2 separate regions of the Mus musculus genome follow, and region 1 is linked to region 2. A link is a contact called in public capture Hi-C data. All regions are on one chromosome and are shown on one strand. Each heading gives the region's core, a stretch centred on a gene start, on an enhancer-like site or on the middle of the called end of the contact. The rest is flanking DNA. Distances are from core to core; before and after follow the strand shown.

The links. Capture Hi-C pulls out chosen DNA fragments and counts their contacts.
Region 1: a contact with region 2 is called in a capture Hi-C map of embryonic stem cells, with 2.6 times the contacts expected there. The contact joins two enhancer-like sites. A contact is called at or near these places in 1 of 115 datasets of contacts at active chromatin or transcription factors (embryonic stem cells) and 1 of 9 other capture datasets (embryonic stem cells).

Annotation. Positions count from the first base shown.
Region 1 is chr8:78,605,062-78,611,650 of GRCm38.p6, forward strand. The region is part of intron 5 of Slc10a7 (solute carrier family 10 (sodium/bile acid cotransporter family), member 7); the gene reads left to right. Among named protein-coding and RNA genes, the nearest start is that of Gm39203, 66 kb to the right of the region's middle. Within about 2 kb of position 4,465, at least 2 of the 459 cell types and tissues checked have an H3K27ac peak or open chromatin away from gene starts, as enhancers often do. A contact at or near this core is called in embryonic stem cells, where this site is marked.
Region 2 is chr8:78,064,276-78,070,739 of GRCm38.p6, forward strand. No RefSeq gene overlaps it. Among named protein-coding and RNA genes, the nearest start is that of Gm6360, 4.9 kb to the right of the region's middle. Within about 2 kb of position 4,471, at least 7 of the 459 cell types and tissues checked have an H3K27ac peak or open chromatin away from gene starts, as enhancers often do. A contact at or near this core is called in embryonic stem cells, where this site is marked.

The sequences.
Region 1 (6,589 bases), core at 3,215-5,714, 540 kb after region 2:
TGGAACTCAGTCTGTAGACCAGGCTGGCCTTGAACTCAGAAATCTGCCTGCTTCTGCCTCTGGTGGGATTAAAGGCGTGTGCCACCACACCCGGCTGCTGTGTACTCTTTATGAGGCTTCTGGAAATTAAAAAAAAATCCTGAGGACTTAGGATCTTCTATACAGTAGTGTACACTCTTCTAGCTACTTTCGGGAATGGGTGCCTTTCTTCTCTCATAAGTCAACAGGAAGTAGATAATTGGTGATCTTGATGGTCATGTTGAGTCCCTGGCAGTTTTCTTCTTTCTGCTCTGCTGTAGTCAGCTGTTGGCCTCTTATTCTTATTCTTGTTGACCTCATGTGACTACTGTGGCATTAAACAGTGTCTCATTATTCATGAAAGAGTATGTGGGTTGTTGTTGGTGGGGGGGGGGAGGGGACAAGGCTTTGCTAGTAAGCTGTCTTGTTAGCTCTCTTCATGAGTCAACTAGGATTTCAGGAGGCTCTTGAAGCAGCTCCTAATATTAGATAAGAGTTGAATCCCAGGATCATAGTTGCCATAGGAAAGGGAAGGGGGAAGTTGGGTGACTGCTACCTTGATGATGGTGGTGGGTGTCACAGGTGATTGAATATGTCTAAACACATCAAGTTTTATACATTAAATATGGGAGGTTCTTTAAATAGCAATTTTACATTCATATATTTTGTTTCTGAGTAGTGAAACTATACTGGAAAGAGGGTCAGAGCTAAAATGTCAACCTGGTCTTCAGATTCACTGATAGCTGTGTGTCTGCATGCTCTGGGTTTTCCTGGTCTTATTGGCAGGGAAAATGGGAGGTGGGAAGGGACCATCATCAAAGAGGATGAGGTTAAAATGAGAGACAAGATAGCATAGCAGACACACGAAGGGCAGTCCTAGGACTGGACACCAGTCAGGTCCATAAGTCAAGTTCTCTGGCAGCTCACTAGGTCTTCAGGGTAGTCAACAGGACACCATTTGTGTGCTACCTATGCCAGACAGGGGCCCATCGGCTGTTCCCCGAAAGGTGTCAATAAAGAGTTTCTGGATCAGAATATAGTGCTTCAGTCTTCATGGACACAGTAAGCAAATGCCGGCCCTAAGGTAGAAATGGGAAATTAGTCCATGTATTAGGTATTACCAGTAGTCTATTAGATACATTTTTTTAAAGCAAAATAAAATCTGAAGTTGCCATAGAACTCTTTAGCTTAGATGCTTGAAATCTAAAACTTTTATTCAGAATTTATTCTGTAATTATATGTAGGTGATTTAGTTATTTGTTGGTAGAGAGAGGCACTGCAGCTTCTTCGAGTTTTCAAAGATTAAAGATTAAGGCATTATTGAATGCTAACTACTGCATACTCGAAGCAGTTTTTCAGATCTTCTGAACAGTTTAGGGATACCACAGTCCCCGAGTTGCCATGATGTGATTGTCTGTTTTCCCAGGAACCCCCTTTTACTGTAGAATCACCTTGCAGTGTGTAGTACATATCACTGAGAGCTTTGGGAAAAGTCATACTTTTCTTCCCCAAATTTATTTGTTCCCAAATCCACAAATTTAGGTATCTTCTTAAAGAATGCAAAATACATGAGCAAAGTTCTGCATTGTTTCAGAGGTGACACTGGCAGGGAGCCATGCTCCCTCTGGATCACACAGAATTGAGAACAAATTAGTAAAGATAATGGACTAATTGTTCACTAGTCCTTCCATAACTTGAATATACAAGATATTTGATCATTTGTCTAAGTAGGCTTATAATTACAACAAAATATATATGATACACAAGATACAGGCAGATAAAAAGAACTTTTTCCCTCTATTTTTTCAAACAATCCTCAGTTCTTTGTTGTCTTTAAGTTGCTTCTGTCCTGAGATGTATGTGTTTAAATCATTTCCCCAGTGGATGAAACTGACAGTGATTTCACATGGATTTCCTGCCTGTAACTGTCTCAAATCTCATTTTTATCAGGACTCTGAATCTTAGTCTTGGTAGCACTCAAAAAGCCAGTGCCCTCAGGACATGTCATTCTTGCGGCTGCCAGTTCATCCAGAGAGGAGGAAGTGACATCAGAGGACTCGGAACTAGTAGGACTCTTTGGTCTAGAAAGTGAGAATCTCCAGGCGTGGCGTGCTGTATCTCCAGTCGCAGCCCTAGAAGGCAGAGGCAGGAATTAGAAGCTATCCTGGGCTACGTTGTAAAACCCTGTCTCAAACAAAGAGAGACAAGGAGGGAGGAGGGAAAGGAAAAAAGTCTCTTAGATCGTGAATAATGTAAGTGCGGAGAATGCGGATTCAGACAATGGATCTAGAGAGAGGAAGTAGTGTTCTGAAAATCTGGAAACGTTAAATATAAAATGTCCACATAAAAACAGGAACCTAACGTTGCACAGGTATATGTTCTGCAGAGGCAAGAGGCAGCTTTGGGCAGGTGCTCCTTAACGACTCCTGGTGTGCTGACCACACACTTCCTTACTTTCCCCCATTTCTGTGTGGCGCTCGCTAGTAGCAGAAACTTTCACAGGTTAGATGAGAAGGATATGACCCAAAAGTCAAACCCAGGGTTGTTTTCAGTGAAACATAGAGAAAACTGTCAATAACCTAAATTGCTTCAGTGCCTCACTGGAGACCACGCCTCCTGTTTAATCTTTGAACTGATGCTTCTGTCAGTGCACCCTCTCTGTACCAGACAATTTTAGACTTCGAATTCACGCAATAAAGAAGAAATATATGAATGAAGGTGATTTTTTTTTCATTTTCAATAATAAACAAGTCTTGAGAGTAAGTAAGGAAAAAATTCCTATTCCTGTAGAAAAATGATCAAAAATGAGTCGTAAGTAATCACTCACAGGAAAAAAAATAGCAAACCTGTAGAAGTGTCTGTAGAAATAAATGACCATGTTTCTGTCTAGGAGATTCTGAAACTTAAGACACACAAGACCCATAGGACAATGAATAAATATAGAAATATTGGGTATGTAGTCTTTAGTTATGAATTCACTGTAGAATGTCCCTCACAGGTCCAAAGTTTTTGTTTTGTTTTTTTTCAAAGTTTTTTTTAAAAGATATGTTTTGTTTATTTTATTTTATTTTTTTATGAATATGAGTACACTGTAGCTGTCTTCAGACACACCAGAAGAGGGCATTGGATCCCATTACCATGTGGTTGCTGGGACTTGAACTCAGGTCCTTTGGAAAAGCAGTCAGTGCTCTTAACCCCTGAGCCATGTCTCCAGCCCCCTCAGATCCAAGTTTTGAACATGTGGTTTCAAAACAGATATTGGCACTGCTTGCAAACTTTTAGGGCACTGAGTCTAGGGTAGGCCTTTGAAGGTTATAGCTGTCCCCAGTTTGGATCTATCAATTTCTTTCATATGAAGAAGTAGCAAACCTTGATACTAAGGATGGAGTTGGAGCCATGCCTTCCCTGCATGATGGACCATGAGCTAGTATAAACAAGCATAAAAATAATTAATATAGAAAATGGGTACCAAGAAGTAGGATCATTGCTGCGATGAACCTAAAGATTAGAATTATAGGCTTTTGCAACTATCTTACAGGCAGATTGTGGAGAAATTTGGTGCTCCAAGCTAGAGTAGACTTATAATTGTGTAAGCTGAGAATAACGGACATTTTGGTGAGATTTCAGAAGACTGGTATGCTGACAGTCGTGCAGGCGGTGAAGGCCTGCTCGTGAGGCTCCAGACAGGAATAAATACTCTACCAAGGAGAGCTAATGTACTGGATGGAATAAATTTCAAAACAACATAACATTCAGGTTGTAGCCCAGTTGTTTCAGGCTGCTTTTAAACAGATTTATAGTGAAAACTCAGAGAAAAGTAGAGTGGAAATTGTAGGAAACATACAATTTGAAGAAGGAGCTTGAACAGGCAATGTGGTGATATTTTTTTCTTAAAAAAGAGATTATTATTTAAGAGAAATAGTGAACTCCACATTTGGACAATTGGAAAGTGGCTTAAAGGTAAGACATTTCCCATCAAAGACTTCAGGGTATAAGCTAAGAGCTCATGTATAAGACTTTCTTTTGAAATTAGAGTGCCTTTGAGATGGAAAGGTGGGGGAGGGTTACTGTCTAGGAAAGTATTTTCCCTTGGGTCAGCCAAGAAGGCCCCTAGAGGCTTAGAGGCAGCTACAGCTACAGGCTGAGGACAGTTGGCTAAGAAGTGATTTTGTTGCTGTGATAAATCTGTGTAGCCAATTGTATCTCAAGCTAGTTACAGAGCTTGGTGTTGTCCACATGCTGCTAGACTTAGAAGCATGCAGAACATAAAAGTTGTGGCACCATGCAGGTTGGAACAGAACTTGCAAAGAAAACCAGGAAGAACAGGCTGGGTGTGGCAGGGTCAGACCCCTCTCCTGGAGCTCCTGAGCTCCTGTGCCAGTGTGAAGGGGGATGTCTAAGTTGCCCTGGAGGTCACAGGATGTTCGAGATCACAGGAATGTGGAATGGGAAATCTGCAACGTAAAAGCAGGCACGAAGGAGATAAGGCCCGGGAGAAGGGCTGCATATGCTACAGTTATTCAGCCCATTGGGGGGGCGGGGTTGTAAGACCCGAAAAGCCTTACGTCCGGGATGTCCCACTCACAGAGACACAGAGACGGAGATCGATGCAAACAGCAAGAGGTTTATTAATCCACCATGCTGGGGTCGTTCTGAAATTGGGATAGAAGTGATCCCGAGTAGCTAAAACACACACCTTTTATACATCTTGGGGGCAGTTTATCATTGGTTAACCTTTAGGGACATTAAGTGCAGACTTAAGGACCAGAGACATTGTGTGGGCTTTTCTATACAATCAGAGAACTATCTCTTGGCACACCTTGCAGTGAGGCAAATTCTGGGAAAAGAACACAAACTTTTTACAACCGTGGTCATTTTGAGCTACCACGAATCTTACAGGGGCTTCCTATGACTCCTGGTTAATGTTTTTCCTACTGGGTTTGGCCTTGCTTTTGTCTCCTTTTCATGTATCTCCTCTCTTTATCCTTTTGGGATGGGAGTGTTCACTATACCACTGTATATTGGCACCATATATATTTTGGTTTGTTTGTTGGTTTGTTTGTTTGTTTTATAGGCTTTTATAGCTGAGAGCTAGCCTTGAGTCTCAGAAGGGACTTAAAACTTCTTTTTAAAAAAGATTTATTTATTATTATATGTAAGTACACTGTAGCTGTCTTCAGAAGCACTAGAAGAGGGCATCAGATTTTATTACAGATGGTTATGAGCCACCATGTGGTTGATGGAATTTGAACTCAGGACCTTTGGAAGAGCAGTCAGTGTTCTTCACCGTTGGAGCCATCTCTCTAGCCCCAACTTAAAACTTCTTAACAATGTTGAAAGCGTTAAAACGTTGGAGACTTTTGAAATTATGAGTGTATTTTGCATTTTGAGTAGCTACGTGGTTTTGGGGGACTAAAGATCAAATGTTATGTCTGAATCTCAAATGCCCTCCACCCACTTGTGTGTAGTTTCCAGCTAGTGGTTCTGTTTTGAAAGGTTATTGAACCTGTGAAACATGAATCCTACATGACAGGATATATACCGCCAGAGGCAAGCCTTGGAAAGTTCTACCTTCTTCCCACCCCTCATTATGTCCCCCAGCTTTGTGCTTCCTGGTCCAAGCTTCATGAATACAGCCATCGTCATGCAGTCCCACCATTATAGTAAGTGACTGTGACTGTCTGAAACCATGGGCCCAAATAAACAAGCTATCTTGTCACAGCAACAAGAATAGTTAACTAACCTGGATGATAGGGCTCAAGGGTAGGTGGGGACAGACGAAGGGTAATGGAAGTCTGGTTTCTCACTATTAGAGAAATCAACGGTGCTGTTAACTCTTGCTTATTGGGCTTCAGTGGTCACTGAACTCAACCATTCCTGAAGTGGCGGCCCTGCTTCTGTGCCAATCCTGATAAAATCCTAGGTTGACACCTAGCTATGCTAATCTCTGAGGAACCACCTTGGAGTGGTCCACCAGACTCTCCCAACTTCTTTCCGATTTTTAAATGTACCTTGTTTTTTACTCTCCTTCAACTAATGTCTGTCTAGATTCTTTGTAGCAGCCAGCACTGCCCTGTTAATCTCTCTCTCCCTGCCTCCCTCTGTGGCAGTGGCTTACACCACGTCTTCCACCCTGACCACAGCCACATCGACTGTCTTTCCCCACACACTCTGTGCCCAGTTCCTCCACAAGGCTTCTTCATCAGGCTGTTGCTTTAGACTCGCTCTTTTTCCCTCAGATCCTCATGAGGTGGTCTTCTCCTGGTCACTCAGATGCCGGTTCTCGTGGTAGCTTCTTAGCAGCTTTCCCTGTGTACCTTTCTGGTACTTTCAGCTGAATTTTCCTTAATGTCTTCTCAACAAAATTGCAATAATCAAAAGGTGCCTTATTTATTCCTTCATAGTTTGAGAGGGCAGGTCCTTGTCTGGCATTTCCCCTCCTGTACCTTCTCTGCTTACACTGTTTCTGGCCTGTCGTGCGCTAAATATCTGTAGAGCAAATGAACCCTTTCTCAGGGCTCAGCCTCTGGGGCTGGGAGTCTCCAGCAGGCAGCCTAGTTCTCATGTTCTC
Region 2 (6,464 bases), core at 3,221-5,720:
TCAAAAGAAAATCCTGGCACCTGGAAGATCGGCCTGACAGTGAGCATTAAAATGGCTTGTTTAATGAGCAGTGTGACTGAACCACGCAAGGAACGCTGGGGACTCTCTCCCCCGTGTTTACAGTTTGTTATGCCGTGTGCTTCCAGTGTCCCTTATTTTGACAAGCTATCCAAAAGTTTGGAATGAGGATGGGCATTTTTTTATTTTTATTTTTATTTTTCAAAACCTGATTGCTAAAAAAGCAAAGGTGCGTCTGCTTACCGGCTCGCGTGGAGCAGGAGCTGCGCCATTAAGGGAGAAAACTTGGCAGGAGAAGAGCACAGGAGACTGGAGAAGCCTGTGTATTACTGATGAGCATGGCCATGGTAAATAAATGCATATGCTCTGAGAGCGTCGGGCCAGCCGCCATGTTGTAAGGACATTTCCTACCTTGTAGGTAATCTCCGTTCTTGGGTCTGGAGGCTCTGGTCTTCCGCGTTTAAGTGCTTGTCACTTTTTCTGTTCCTTCCTCCTGCTCTCGGTGGCCAACACGCACCTTTGTTTCTGCACAGAATTGTCGGAATCTGGAAGATTGTTTTCTCTAGACGTCTTACTTAAGTTTCCCTTCATAAATATAATTACTGTTCTTTCTATAAAAATGGGGGGGGGGAGGCACACTTTATTTTTTGCTAGGACCAAAATGTAGATTCTTTTCTGTATATGTTTGTCATATTTTTTTTTTAATTAAAGTATGGACTTGCTTCTCACTAAGTTCAATTTTCTGTTCCCAATGATTTTTAAGTATGCCATTATCCCATAATTATGGAGTGATTAGCTGAAAATAAGATGATTTGAAATCATTAGTATTTCATTAAAGGAAACTCCAGATATAATTTTTTTTTTATTTTTTATTTTTCGAGACAGGGTTTCTCTGTATAGCCCTGGCTGTCCTGGAACTCACTTTGTAGACCAGGCTGTCCTCACACTCAGAAATCCGCCTGCCTCTGCCTCCCAAGTGCTGGGATTAAAGGCGTGTGCCACCACACCCGGCTCTCCAGATATAATTTTAAAATTCATTCATGAAATATAGTATAAACCCAAGCTGAAGAATTCTAACTTTTGTGGCTATCTAGTAGACAGTGAAATTGCCTCTCCTACAAATAGGTTTTTATCATCTCCTGCTTGATAGAATCAGATGCATTGGTTTACAGAGTTTGGGCCATACTGCAAATGCCTGACTAGGAGTAAGGCTGTTCCCTCCACAGATGCACAGGCAAGGGCCTGTCTCTTCCACAGATGAGCACACGAGGAGAGGGCTGATTCTATTGAGGTGTTACACTGTAGCTATCAAAGAGCAACTCTGTTTTCTCTAGACTAGGTCCTGTGTTTAGGTTCTAGATTTGCATTTGCACTGTAGCAAAGGAGGGGAGAGAGGATGGATACTGTGAGACTTTTAGAAGTTTCCAAGGTTGTGACACACTTGGTGGATTTAGTAATAGTTGGTGAAAGATCAGTTGCTTGAGCAGATAAACTCAAATAGGTCCAGAAGTACCACTGTGCAAGCAGACACTTTTAGCACAAAATAAGGTGTGTGAGGGTGCACACTTATTGTGTGTGAGTGTGTGGGTGTGGCTAGGAGAGAGAGAGAGAGAGAGAGAGAGAGAGAGCATGTGTGTATCTGAGTGAGTGACAGAGAAATGTTGAGTATTCATGTGTGATTGTGAGCATATGTGTGTTGTGTGTGTTCATCTCAGGGCTGTTTGTCTCTTTGGCACTTAGACCTAAGGGAGGAGGCAGACAGAACTGCCTTGCTCGACCCGTTTTTTTTTTTTTTTTTTTTTTTTTTTTGGTCAGGATGTGAGTGATTTATCTTCTAAAGAAAATGATAGGTCCCCAGGTGAGCGGGCAAAGATCTTGGAGCCTTTGGAGCAGAAAGGACCCCAAAAGCCCTGAGCTAAGACCTGTGGGGTGCAGAAAGGCTGATCGCGGTTGGGCCTGGTTTTCCAGGCTCCACCTCCACCGTGGGAGGCGCTGGCAGAGACAATGCCCTGGAGGCTCTTGTCCTTTGGGTTAGGATGGTCACCTTCTCTTCCCACTCACCGTCTTCTTCCCCTCTCTTCTCCTGGGGAACAGTTGTGGAATGAGTGTGGATTTTTGTTGGATTTGATTTAGGTAAGTGAGGCAAGCCTGCCGTGTAGGCCAGCCCTGCAGAGCGGGGGAGGGGGGGGGATGTGTCTGAACTTAACAGATGCCATTGCCTCCAAATGAGGGACTTCAGGAAGAGGCCGTGCTGTGGAAAACCTGTTACTCAGACTTTCAAGGCCAAGCTAGGCTGCTACTGACCTCAAATGTTACACAGGAGGAAAATACTTAATTATAGATGCCCACCCCACCCCATCAATTCTCTCTCTCTCCCTCCCTCCCTCCCTCCCTCCCTCCCTCCCTCTTTCCTTCCTTCCTTCCTTCCTTCCTTCCTTCCTTCCTTCCTTCCTTCCTTTCCTGCTTTCTTTCTCTCTGCTTTTCTTTCAGCTCTCATGAATTCTGGGAGTTGAACATTTTTCTTTCATCACACATGCTGCTGGGAGACTCACTTGCCACAGGGAAGGTAGCATAGACCACTAACTAGGCAGACAGCAAACTTTCAGTTCTTAAAAGACCAGGCTGGCATCCAAGTGCACACTCACCCACCAAAGTTGTGCGTGCATGCCTCATCTGTGAAAAAGAACTGATAATGAGCCGCCTCGTGGCCTGCTTTCCCATGCAGAGTGTGGGCAACGGCTGTGAAGACAGAACACTTAGGACCTTACCTTGCTCAGGGACACTTAATAGATGCCAGCCCGTTTGTTGTTCCATTAAAAGTATCATTCTTACTTATGGCTCTGGAAATCACAGGTGCTAGCCAAGCATTCTTTTTCTGAGCTATGTCTCAGACTGTTACAGTTGTCTATTTGTGACATAATAATATATTAGCAATAGTACACTGTCAGGCCCCAGGGGAAAACAGACCAAAGCACTTCTAAAACCCGACTCCGGGCCCCAGAGGTGCATGTTGCTAAGTACCCGCTGACCACTGAAGCATTGGAGGCATCAGGATTAAGAAGCATAGGTTGGACCTACACAGGAGCACTATCAGCCTGAAGAGTATGAGTGACCCAGAGTGGAGAGGCAGAGAAGCCGACTAACAAAGTGATACAGAGAAGGATGGAGTCTACATGCTGAAGGAAGTGTGGGCTGGCCAAAGGGTGTGTGCAAGGGAGGCTGGGACAGCCAGAGAGCCTGAAAGCTGTCGAGTGTCTAGCTATGAAAGTCTAGATGCTGCAGTGAGCAACTAGACCTTAATCCTAAATACTGTGGGCAAAGGAGAGCCTCCTTTCATCTGTTGGCTGAATGCAAGTAGCACTTGGTCTTGGAGAATGAGCCTAAAGAGGGCAGGGTTAGAGGGGGGGGGGCAGTAAATTGGCCACCTGAGAGCCTTGCTGGGGCACAGCGTAGGGTGGTGGTGGGTGGTATATGGAAAGCCAAATGTGTACCTTGTATCCTGCCATAGCTACAGAGCAGGGACTTGCTTTGTATATTTTAGAAATCTCCTTCCTTGTTCATGTCTTGCCTTTTAGCTCCTCTGTCCCAATATCAGTGATTTCTTTATCATTTTGTACCACAGTCTTTAAGCTTGACTTCGTAAAATCTTCCATGAGGTGAAGCCCGGGAAGAAGGAGAGAACAGAAAGATGGAAGAAAGAACACAGCCCAGTGATATTTCGAAATTGTTCTTCTTCCTTTAAATATATTTGTTGCAAAATAAAAGTGAGGTGTCTGTCTTGCATCCGGCACACACTTTCTTGTTGGACCAAATGTCATTGTAGCATGAAGTGCATTATAATTCCGTTGAGGACATACCCCAGATGACGATGACATTTTAGGACCAGCTCCAGCTTTCCTCCTTTGTTTAACACCTGACAGTGTGCACACCTGCGTGTTTAAGCGAGTGACAGTGTGTGCACACCTGCATGTTTGAGCGAGCGGGAGCAGCAGTCAGAACAAGTTTGTGAGCTCATTGCTTCTTCACGACGCAGGGGGTACAAGAGAAGATTTGCGCAGCCCTTGCCACTAAGCTGCACAATAGGTTACCTGGAGCCCTTTGAATTCAAACAAAGAAAGTCCTCAACCTGATTAGAATTAATCAACCCTGACTTGACTTTTCTGCTTCATCTTTGGAAAAACAAAGATGATACAGGTGGGCAGGCAGGACCCCTGACGGGTGTTAATGGGGGGTTTTCAAGTTTGTCTTGCTTTCCTTAAACTATTAAGAAAGAACAAAAAACACTACTTAGAATAGAATCAATTTTCAGGAAGGGAAGAAAGAAACCTGAGAATTTATTATTAAAGAAAGAAATAGAGCCAAGGTGGAGGGGAAAAAAAGGCCCTTCTCACATCTCCCGGCCAGGTGCTCTGTGCATATAAATGTTTCAAGTTGAGCTTTAAGATCAAGGGAAAGTCTGTAGGGAGCCTTGTTTCCTAGAGGTCTGCTGGCTGGAGCTGCTGCAGGATACAGGCTGCCCATTTTTATTTCGTCATTAAGGATTAAAGGAGACGAAGATTCTGGAATGGTAGCTCCTTGGTTTCCATTAACTTTGTACAAGACAGTAAAAAGCAACCTTCCAAGGGACGGTTTGCATATGGATTTCCGGCTATAAACTTACCTCCTTCCTGTCATCTTCTGAGTCTGTTTAACACAAAATTGCCCTGCCTCTCCTGAGCTCAACCAGCAAGAAAGCTGTCTTGTTGCAAAGACTGAGAATGTCTGTGCCTCTCAGAAAGCCTCCTGCTTTTCACAAGAGAGTGGAGGGAAGATGAAAAGAATTTCACATAAGATAGCTGGGTGCTCCCGATACTGTGAGTAGCAATTGCCTCCAAAAGCTCCTTACTGTTGCTCAAGTTCTCTGGGCATTCCATGTCTGAACACAAGATCGCAGGTGGAGCAACAAGGCATGTCCATAGTTTTAATTTTCTCTCTCTCTCTCTCTCTCTCTCTCTCTCTCTCTCTCTCTCTCTCTCTCTCTCTCTCCCCCTCCCTCCCTCCCTCCCTCCCTCCCGCCCTCCCTCCCTCCCTCCCTTCCTTCCTTCCTTCCTGTCTTTTTTTCTTTCTTTCTTTTTTTTCAGCTGTTTGTTTCATAGCCTTTTGTCAAAACTCAAGTGGGTCTGAATATACTCTTCTGAAGGCTAGTGACAAAGTAACATCCACCTATGGAGATGCTCCTCATTCCAGTACTACCCCTCACTTACAGAGAAAGTGCTGATGAAGAGCCTAGCTTTTAACAAAATGATGGCCCTGCTGTGATCCCAGCACTTGGGGACTGGGGAAGGAAGATCAGAAAGCCAAGGCCTGCCTGGGCCATGAAGTGAGTTCTAGCTCAGCCTGGGGAACTCAGGGAGACCTTGCCTCAAAATTTAAAGCCATTACATACTTGAGAAGTGACTCAGTGGTAGAGCTTCCTCAGCAAGGGCAGGCTCCAGAATCACTGCCCAGTGTCAGGGCAAAAACAAAGGAATAACAAGATGATTTCTTATTTAATCCAAGCAACCTTTACAGGAGACTTAGAGTTTGTGCAAATGTATACTGTCTGTTGTCAACACTTTTAAACATCAGTCTCAAAAACTTCAACATGGAGATCAAAAGTCTAAAGAAGCCAAGTGACTGTCCCTGGCGCATGGACCCCAGCTGACAGGGAAACCTGTATTCTCCAGCTCCAGCTCCTGGGGTATGGAGCGAGATTACCGTGACGTTAATAACTCACATTTTCCATCACTTATTCTCAGGTGTCACAGCACAGAAGCAGATCATATGATACAGACGATCAAAGATAGCAAGGACAGCACGGAACATCTCAAACAGAAATCCTTGCATCATCTACCACATTTTTATGTCCATGATTATTTAGCATCATGGTTATTTTAAAAGTTGTCATTGATATTGACACGTTCATAGTCATTGCTACTTATTAATGCGCATAGTTACAGATACTCATACTCTTACCTACTGGTTATACTTATTTTCTGCTAAAGCGCATGCTCGTTCCCTGGGAGACCGAGTAATGACATACATACAGATACTGAAGGAAATTTTAGTATATGTACAGTCAACCTTGACCTCCTATGAGGCACACTTGAAGCTCCTTGAGCTTTGAAGACGTTTTAAAATTATTTTTAAAATTATGGGCATGTATGTGTGTGTATTTGTGTATGTGTGCATGTGTGTGTTGTGTGCCTGTGTGTGTTCATGACTGAGGCTGTTCCCAGCTCCCTCTCTCTGTTTTGAAGTGTTCCCATGTGCCCTTCTCTAGTCTATGACTTGGTGGGCAGGGATGGGGGTAGGGGTTGGAAGGGGGAGGAATCAGAGAATCTGGACCCAAGATTAGCCCTGTGTTCAGATGAGTGAATTTTCTGTCTCTTTATTATTTCACTGAATCTTAGGGAAAAGTCACCACA